Linked DNA regions of Sus scrofa: region 1 is linked to region 2. The links are chromatin contacts, called in public HiChIP or PLAC-seq maps. All regions are on one chromosome and are shown on one strand. Each heading gives the region's core, a stretch centred on a gene start, on an enhancer-like site or on the middle of the called end of the contact. The rest is flanking DNA. Distances are from core to core; before and after follow the strand shown.

The links. HiChIP or PLAC-seq counts read pairs in DNA pulled down with a chosen protein or histone mark.
Region 1: a contact with region 2 is called in an H3K27ac HiChIP or PLAC-seq map of alveolar macrophages. The contact joins the promoter of RPL10A here to the promoter of ZNF76 in region 2. A contact is called at or near these places in 1 of 5 promoter capture datasets (fetal liver), 1 of 47 Hi-C or Micro-C datasets (liver) and 2 of 2 datasets of contacts at active chromatin or transcription factors (alveolar macrophages and skeletal muscle).

What each region holds. Positions count from the first base shown.
Region 1 is chr7:31,324,760-31,329,582 of Sscrofa11.1, forward strand. It overlaps RPL10A (ribosomal protein L10a), which reads left to right and starts at 3,004. Exons shown (of 6, transcript NM_001097477.2): 1 at 3,004-3,069; 2 at 3,430-3,504; 3 at 3,588-3,668; 4 at 4,022-4,170. The coding sequence starts at 3,065.
Region 2 is chr7:31,159,073-31,164,166 of Sscrofa11.1, forward strand. It overlaps ZNF76 (zinc finger protein 76), which reads left to right and starts at 2,058. Exons shown (of 14, transcript XM_021098617.1): 1 at 2,058-2,274. TCP11 (T-complex protein 11 homolog) reads right to left here and starts at 2,010. Exons shown (of 12, transcript XM_021098623.1): 1 at 1,855-2,010; 2 at 1,614-1,707.

The sequences.
Region 1 (4,823 bases), core at 1,754-4,253, 170 kb after region 2:
GGGATCTGCAGTAGTTCATTGTAGCTGCGGCCTAAACACCCTAGAGTGGATGGTGTCGGGGACGAGGTTAGAGAGCTGATACTGGCACAGCCCCTGCTCTGTTCCAGGTGTTGTTCTGGGCCCTTTAACTCACTAGTTTAGGCCACGTGTTAGCCCTATGAGAAGATACTACTATTAGCTCCGTTTTATAGATGAGGAAATTGAGATGCAGGTTAAAGTAACTTGCCCCAGATCAAGAGTTCCCACTGTGGCTCAGTGGTAATGAACCTGACTAGTATCTATGAGGATGTGGGTTCGATCCCTGGCCTCGCTCAGTGGGTTAAGGACCCAGCGTTGCCATGAGCTATGGTGTAGGTCGCAGACTTGGCTCGGATCTGGTGTTGCTGTGGCTCTGATTAACCTCTAGCCTGGGAACTTCCATATGCCATGAGTACAGCCCTAAAAAGACCAAAAAAAAAAAAAAAAAAAACCCAACTTGCTCTAGGTCACATTGCCAGTAGCAGTAGCATCTACTGGAGGGCCCTGTAGGTTATGGTGAGGGGCTTGGACTTTATCTTGAAAGTCAGGTATTCACTTGGCTCTTTCCCCTTTTCTCAGGAGTCACAGGTCTATTTGATGATTTGGTGAAAGCTATACATATATATATATCTCCCAGAAAAATGAAAGTATGCACATGTTATGCACAATTTCAGCAGGCTTCTGGATCCTCTGGAGACCCTGTGTAGATCCTGGAAGAAGGACCTCCTTCAGTGGGAGGCATCAGAAGTTATCCCAGGGCCTTCAGCTGGAGTGACTTGATCAGATTTGCTTTCTATAAGGAACCTCTGGCCTTTGAAGGAGGGGGAATTGGAGAGTGAAGATACAGGGCAGAGACAGGTCAGGAGGTTGTAGCAACAGGTCAGGGAAGCAAAAGAATGGCCCAGAAGAAATGTGGCAGGGGAGTGTCTCCGAACCTCAGTTTCCTCATCTGTAAAATGGGGTGTGTGTGAAGATTATATGAAGTCGTGCATATAAAGTGCTGCCACATGGTAGGCACCTAATAATTGTCAGTTGTTAGTGTGGCTGACACAGCACGCTGTGCAGTTAGAATCTGAGCCCAGGTCTCCCTGAATCCAAAGACCTTGCTTAACCATGGTGGGATAAGGAGGTTAGATTGCTCAGGGGTCATCTCCTGCTGCCCCGCGTCCTGGATTCCTCTCTTCTAGAAAAAGAGCCCAGGGGCAGAGGGGAGGGAAGGGATCGGCTGCTGGAGTCCTGATGCGATTCTTCCTTCTCTCCAGATCACTGAGCCCCAGAGGCTAGGCCTGGCCACAGCCCTAGAGCTCAACACCACTTTCCTGAGGAAGTCCCTGCTGGCCGCCCTGAGGCATCTGGCTCCCTGACGGTCCACCAGAGACCACCCTCCTGGGGCTCCTGAAGGACACTTCTGCCCTCAGCACCTCATCCTGACCCCTTGCCTGGCCAGCCCAGGGATCAGCTGCCTCCCTGTTCCCGGCTGCAGAGCGGCTGCCTGGGTCTCCCAGCCAACAGGATGGGGCTGGGGCTGGCTGAGCTGTATTACCAAGGGCTGCCGACCCTGGGCTCCCTCCCCATCACTTCTACCTCAGGCTGTGGGACAGAAACTTTTAAGACAGGCCTCAATAGGGAAGTTCCCTTGTGGCGCATGGGGTTAAGGATCCAGTGCTGCTGCAGCTGTAGCACAGGCTGTAACTGTGGCGCAGGTTCAGTCCCTGACTCAGGAACTTCTGCATGCTGCAGGCATGGCCAAAAAAGAAGGGGGGGGGGCAAAGGCCTTAGGTCTCAGTAGGGTCAAAGCAGACCCAAAGTGGATGGATGATGCTCCAGGAGCCCTGGGGGACCTATGTGCTCAGCACAAATCTCTTGTGCCCAAGTGTATGTTATGATCCTCTGTGTTCTTGTTTCTGACTTGAAAAGTAATTTATCAGTGGTATTTAATAAAAAGCAGGAAGTTCAATTATGTGTTATTCGAAGCAGTGCCTGCTTTCCTATCATCTCTGGACATTTGTTGACAATCAACATACACCCCCCCCCGAGCCCCCACGCCCAGTGACAGGGGGCACCTTTTTTCCCTGGTGAAATGCTCTATGAAGGGAAGGCGGTTGAGTTTGAAGTTCATTCACCTTCTGTGGGCCGGATCATGTGTGGTACCACCCATCCCAGCCCTGTCAGAGCTGTTGGTTGAGTAGGTGGGGCTGTGCATCCCGCCCTGGGAAAGGGGGGCTTGAGGGTGCGAGTCACTCAGCCTGGAGTTGGGAAGTCTTCGGGGCAGATGGCATGTGAGGAGGCATCTGAAGGGCTCTTGAGGTTACTGTGAACGGAGAGGATGGGGGGCCTGTTGGACAGAGAAGAGGCAGAAAGGGTGTACAGTACTGTGGGCATGTCTGTACTAAGCTAAGCTATATTTTCCCACAGCACTTAGCTGTTCATAGTAAACGCTTAACCTATAGATATCATTGAATCAACTATCAGGTAAAAAATTTCATTACAAAACCTTTCCCGCTCTTTCCATGGCAGGCTCAGAGGGTCCAGGAACAGAACTCTTTCTCACAACTTCCTCAGAACCGTGAGCCCCGTTAGAGCAAGATGATGAAGGAGAGAGGTCAGGAGTAAAGCCTGTTTTTGAGAAGAGAAGCAGATGCGGAGGGCAGGTGGAACCAGGCGCACGTTTGTGTGATAAACATGCAGGAGGAGCTGCATCTTCTTAGCGGCCATCAGGGTGCGGTGCCCGGCAGTGTGACTGCTGTACTTCCAGCCCCGGACCTAGCCTCTTTCCTAAGGGCCTGGCAGCAGCTGCTGTGAAAGGGAGCATTCTCAGGTGCGCCCTGGACCACCGCGGCTCATGATTGTCCTCTCGCAGACCTAGCCTTGCAACACGCAGCAGCGGCGCCCTCGTGCGGCCGCAGACAGCGGCGCTCCGGGAGATTGAGGGAGGGCTCCGGTGGGAAGCCGCGGGAACAAAGCATCTCTCGCGAGAACAAGGTCCTATTTGAGCGCATGCGCGAGCTAGTCACTTTCTTTTCCGGTTATCGCTGCGCCAGGCACCATGAGGTGAGAGTTACTCCATGCTATCCGCACTCATCCGCTCTGCCGGGTGACCCTGTGGGAAGGGAGACACAGCGAAATCGGAGGTCCTTGCTCCTTGCTTCGCTGAAGGGCGTTTGTTGTCAGGTTTCGGCCTTCAGGCCTGGCGTTCGACTTAGCGCGCCAAGCTTGGTCGCCTAAGTCGGGTGCCACTTCGGCGAGGTTTGCATCTGCTTCTTGGGTCCACATCGCCCCCCTTTGGTGGCCGGAGTCCCCAGGAGTCGGTCGTGGACCTTCCTCGCGTCTCTAAACATGAGGCTTCTGACCCCCGGAGGCAGTGGTCATGGCTCTCGGGTCCTGAGCGCTCGTCTTGTTTATCTCTTGCAGCAGCAAAGTCTCTCGCGACACCCTGTACGAGGCGGTGCGGGAGGTCCTGCACGGGAACCAGCGCAAGCGCCGGAAGTAAGCGCGGGCCTCCGCGGGCAGGGCGGGCTGGGCTGGGCCGGGGAGCCGCGGCCCCCGGCTAACTTTGTTCGCTCTCTAAGGTTTTTGGAGACGGTGGAGCTTCAGATCAGCCTGAAGAACTATGACCCACAGAAGGACAAACGCTTCTCGGGCACCGTCAGGTTGGCACCGTTCTGACCCCACCCAGCCCTCAGTGTCCCCGTGCCCGGCTCCTCCCTTCAGGCTCCTGTTGAGCCCGAGGCGGCGGGGCACGTGCGGCCCTGAAGTGCGTGGGTAGTTCAGACCCCCTGCTCCGGGCAGGCGTGGCTGGACGGACCCCCACCCTGGGTCTTAAAAGAAGAGGGGAGGCGTGGGGAGGCTTTGGCCGAACCCGCCGGCTAGTTTGAGAAGCCAGACTAGCTGCTGGTGAATGTGGACGCTCTGGGTAAGGCTCAGTGCTGTGGCGGTCCCAGACCCCTTCACCTGCACGTGGGACCCCGGGCTGCGCATGACCTGTTCTGTCCCCCTAACGCAGGCTTAAGTCTACTCCCCGCCCCAAGTTCTCCGTGTGTGTCCTGGGAGACCAGCAGCATTGTGATGAGGCCAAGGCTGTGGATATCCCGCACATGGACATCGAGGCACTGAAGAAACTCAACAAGAATAAGAAACTGGTCAAGAAGCTGGGTGAGCGGTTCCTCGTGTGATTTTTTGTATAAGTGTTGGGGTGGGGGCAGTTCTCGTGGGAGCGGTTTGTTATGAGTGGTCTTTCTGCCACTTAGATTTCAAAGTGCTGGAGTAAAGTCATAAAGATACAGTGACAGAAAGGATGTGCTGTGGTTGGCTAATGTGATTTTTTCTTATCTTGTTTTTGGCAGTTTACTGTTCATTTTGATGGTCACACCGATGGTATATGGAAGTTTCTGGGCCGGGGATTTAATTTGAGCCGCTGCATTTTGCTTCTTGACCCCCTGCCACAGCCCTGAATTTTTTTTTTTTTTTTTTGTCTTTTTGCCTTTAGTAGGGCTGCTTCCCACAGCACATAGAGGTTCCCAGGCTAGGGGTCTAATCAGAGCTGTAGCCGCCGGCCTACACCACAGCCACAGCAATGCGGGATCCGAGCTGCCTCTGCAGCCTACACCACAGCTCACAGCAATGCTGGATCCTTGACCCACTGAGCGAGGGCAGGGACCGAACCCGAAACCTCATGGTTCCTAGTCGGATTCATTAACCACTGCACCACAACGGGAACTCCCCCCCCCTTTTTTAATTTTTTTTTTTTAACGCAAGAAATGGATTTATTAAGATAGGACACTTGTAAGATGCAAGCGGGCAGGCAA
Region 2 (5,094 bases), core at 808-3,307:
AAGCTGCAGCTGAGACCGACACCACAGCTGCAGCAATGCCAGATCCTTAACCCACTGCACGGGGCGGGGGGGGGGGGGGGGGGGGGAGATCCAACAGTGCCTCAGCAGCGACCTGAGCCCCTGCAGAGGCAACGCTGGATCCTTAACCTGCTGTGCCAAAGCAGGAACTCCCTTTCCAGAGTTTTTGATGTGCAATGGGAGAGGTGATTAGCCAGTCAGATTAGGAACTGCAAGGAATGTGAGAAAGGAAAGAGGCATTTTTTTTAATTATGGAAAAAGATGGGAGTGGGGGGACTACCTAGTACAACCTGAGTTCTATTCCCTGCTTGTTGTCTAACCAGAAGTTTATGTTGCACGACAAGCTACTAGGTTTTCTCTCTCTTATCTACGTAAAATAACTTGTCAAATTTCCACCAAAAAAGAACAGAAAGAAGACACCTTAAAGATCATGTTATTTCTATACCAAAAGGTACAGAAAGGATTATTTATTAACCATAAGAAGTGGCCATCAATTGTCACTCACTGCCCCTCTAAACTGAGAACCTGATAAGCACCGTAGCTCCAGGTCCACCTCTGGAATTGTTGTGCCAAGACAAATAAGACGGGAAGGCTCTTGTAGCTAAGGTAAGATGGGGGAAAAGACGAACCCCCAATGCCTCCAATGGCATCTTTAGCTACCACAGATGCCAAACACACTGCTTTGTAAATGTTTCTAGTTTATCAAACTACTGTCTTTTATTATTATTATTATTATTATTATTCTCATAGATCTGGGTTTAAATCCCACATTTCCTTTTTTAAATTTTTTTATTAAAGCATAGTTGATTTACTATGTTCCTTCAATTTCCACTGTACACCTAAACGACCCAGTCATAGATATATATACACACATTTTTTCATACTATCTTTCATCAGGTTCTAACCCAAGAGACTGTACACAGTTCCCTGTGCTGCACAGTAAGTAACATCGGAATGCTTTAAAATTTTTTTTCTTTTTTTTTCTTTTGAGGGCCGCACCCGCAGCATGTGGAGGCTCCCAGGCTAGGGATCAAATCAGAGCTACAGCTGCCGGCCAACACCACAGCAACACCAGACCCCAGCCGCGTCTGTGACCTACACCACCGCTCAATACAAAACCAGATCCTTAACCCACTGAGCAAGGCCAGGGATCGAACCTGCAACCTCATGGTTCCTAGTCGGATTCTTTTCCGCTGCGCCACGACAAGAACTCCTAAAAAAAATTTTTAAGTTAAAAAAAATTGGCGGGGGGGGAGAGCAGCGACAAAAGAAAGGACGTCAAGTCTAAAAGGAAGGTTTCTCACCTCATTCCTCCAGGCACCCAGTTCCTCTCCTAAGAAGCAAACTACCAGTTCCTCATCTAGCTCCGCTTTTTATTTACTTCTAATTTTTAACCAACATTTTAATTACTCCTTTTCACTTTTCCCTTGGGTGTCTGAAAATTCCCCCATCACAAAGGGGTTGGTCCGGTTCACCCCGAGACGAGCCGACAAGGGGGAGTAGCAGGTTTTGAGGCTGGGGGTGGGGCTGACGGGGAATGAGGGTGAGAGAACCAAAGAGGACCGTCAGGGCGCCCTCCCTTAAGAGGCCAGTACCTGACGGCTCCTCGACGTCGTCCTTTTCAACCAGGAGCTAGTAACACCTGCGGTGGCTTTCTTCGGAGGGTGGCTCGAAGGTCGTAGGCGGTGCCTGCGGAGGGCGCGCAGCAAAGCGCCAGGACCCTAAGGCGCAGGAGGAAGCCGGGGGGCTCGGAGCCCCGGGGCCGGCAGCGGGACCCGCGGGAACGGCTTCCCTCACCATCTGCCCCTCCGGCCCTCCCTGGCTCCAGAAGCGCACCTTCTGGCCCCGCGGCCTCGGGCTCCTCCCCGCTCCCGTCTCAGGCTTCAGGTGGACCGAGTGCCTCCGCAGGACAGCTGGCAGCTCCTCATCGCTATAGAGACGACCCGGCTCGCGAGCCGCGCCCAGGCCCTGACCGGGGCGTCGTGACGTCATCACGCCCTCCCCGGGCGCTCGGCCTTGCGGGCGGTGCGTCACCCCGGCTGGGGGGCGGGGCGGGGCTCTGAGGGGCACCGTTCAGAGCCCAGCCGCCCGGGCACCCGCGGCCCGGGAACCGGGATAAGTAGGACGGCGGCCGCGGCGACTGGGGGTTCGGGGTGGAGCGTGCCCTGTATTTTCTATACGGGTTCCGGGGCCCAGTAGAGGCGCGCCGAGAGGAGAGGAAAGTGCGGCGGCCCTGGAACCTGGATATCGCAGGAGGCAAGCTGCGCGCGGGCGGGCGGGCTATGGCGCAGGCGGGTTGCGGGGCCGGCGCTGGTGGCGGGGCCCGGTGCATGGCGGTCTGTCGGCGGAGTCACCCTCGGGGGCTGTCAGGTTGGTGGCTGCGGGAAGAGTGGGTCCACTGTGCCCAGGTGGGAGGCCGGGCGGGCGCAGGGCCCCGGGAATGTCCCGAGCCCGCCGTGCCCACCCTCCTCCGGCCCTGGCCCGTGGCCCGGCGGCCTGATGGCGGCCTGACCCCTCCCCCACCCCGGGTCCCGGCCCCCGGCCCCCCTCCGTGCCCCTCCATTCCGTCCGCCCTGCGACTCCTCCCCCTTGACTCCCAAGCCCACCCCGCGGCAGCTCCCGCCTCCACCTCTGTGACCGCACACCCCACCCACTGACCCTAAGACCTCGCCAGGTAGTCTTCACTTCCAACCCCGGAATTTCCCCAGTACTGCCCAGGGACCCAACCCAGTGACTCACGAGATCCCCACATCCCTCCGTGGTGACCCCCAAACCTTCTCAGTGCCCTCACTGGTATGGCAATCCCTCCAGTCTACCCTGTGTTCCCTCACAAACTTGGTGACTCCCCTCAAACCTTTCCTGGTAGCTCTTAAGCCCTACTTACTAAAATAGTTTCCCACCCAGTCACTTCCACATAACCCTCGATATCTGATAATCCCTTCTTTTCTTTTCCTATTAACTCGTGATCCTCATTCCATGTTCCCCCTTCATCCTCAAATCACCTCCGCTCACATCCCTCTCTGCACCTCCAGCCCCCCGATGTCAATCAGTACATGACTTACAAGTGCCCTGGCACCCACCGGTGCCCAGGAAGACACGATGAATATGAAGTAGACATAGTTGGAGGCATCAGAGAATCTGTATTGAGGGTGTGGTTCCAAATTCAAGTCCTAGTTCAGCCACAATTTTGCTTTGGGAAGCTGGGAGAATCCTTTCCTTGGTCCGGACCTCAGTTTCTAATCTGTATTATAAGTTTGGGTTAAATGATCTCAGTTTGCTTCCAGCTGTGGAATTCTGCAATTCTCAGTCAAGATAATACTTGTTTGCAATCATTTTTGTACTCCTCCCTAGAAGTTTGCTGTTCGGACCTCACCCCAGGGTCCACTTGTTTGTTTCTTAAACCTTTTTCCTTCACTCTCATGACCCCCTTAAGAGTCCATACCTGTTTCCCTTGTTTGGGCCTCATCAGTTAATGTGTTTGCAAAGCCGCATCAGCCTGGGACAATGATGTGGTAAGAGACCTGGGTTCTGGTGTGACTCTGGCCCTTCAGCTGTGACACCTTAGGCACACCATTTAGCCTCAGTCTTCACCTTTATTAGTGGAGGATACTAGTGCCTGAGGCAATGCACTCAAAGCACTTGGCACCATGCATAGCCCACCGGAGCCCTTTATTGGAAGCTGAGAAGCTCCTATTGGTCTTACTCTGTCCTGGGTGCTATCAACAGATAATGAGCAAAGGGCCACACCTTGCATTATCTGTATTCCCCTGAGCTCTTGGAATCCCCACCCTCTTATCTGTGCTGTGGACTCCTCACTTCTGTGGTTCTTTACCCCAACATCGCCTTAAAAATGATTGGCACTTATTGGTGAGCACCTACTGTGTGCCAGGCTTTGTATGTGTAAATTAAGTTTGCCCTTCAACCACCCCAAGAGGTGATTCTTATTAGATCTACCACCATTTCCCATTCTTTGTATGTTTTGGTTTGGTTTTAAACAGTTGAAGAACCTAAAACTCCCACAGATGAGTAGCAGAGCTGGGCTTGGAACCTACAGTTTTCAAAACCTATTTAATCTATTGCTTATCTTGCCCCTAAACCTGCTTAGTTTTCCAGGCCACCCTCAGCCCCTTGTTCCTTATTTTCTGATAATTCCTAAGCCCAACATCAACACATTCCATGACCTCCAACGTTTCTGTTAACCTTTGTCCTATGGCTTGGTGACTTCCTCAACCCACTGTTCATGGCTTTTGAGCCCTTGTGCTCTGAGACCCCTACAACCTAATACCTCTCTTTATGGTTTGTCCAAACATCCTCTCGCCCTATGAGTCCTCAGAACTCTCACTGACCCTAAGGTGTCTCCTACCTCACTAGCACTCTATCCCAAATCTCATTCCTTACCTCCAGGAACTCATATATTCAAAAATCCTCTCTCCAGTAGATGATCTCTTTCTCTTTTCAACCTCTTAGTGTTCCAGCTGCCTTCCCTCCACCACCCTCTGCCTCATCCTGTTACCCAAAACCTTCATCTAAGTTAGCCCTTCATCTAGTGACCTCTTCACCCAGCTTCAGTGAAATGATCCCTTCCATCCCGACATGGACCCATCTTTCATAACCTTTGCATCCTCCCATTCTGAGATCCCTCCTCTTCACACCCTGTTCAGTATCTTGTGAGATCCTGGGATTTCCTGTTTTGGCTTAGCAGAATACCGACCTGACTAGTATCCATGAGGATGTGGATTCAATCCCTGGCCTCCACTCAGTGGGTTAAGGATCTGGTGTTGTCCTGAGTTGTGGTGTAGGTTGGCAGCTGCGCCTCTGATTTGACCTCTAGCCTGGAAACTTCCATATGCTGTGGGTGTGGCCCTAAAAAGCAAAAAAAAAAAAAAAAAAAAAAAAAAAAAGTCTTGTGAAATCCTGCCTTTTAGATTCCTGAATCTGATGGCATCTTTCTCATTTTCATCTGTGATCTTTTCAAACCAGAATCATCTTTCACCTTATCCTTCTTCTTGTGTCCCTAAGGGTCCCTCCTCACAGTGCCTATTTCCTGCCTTACTCTTATTTTTCTCCCATGCATCC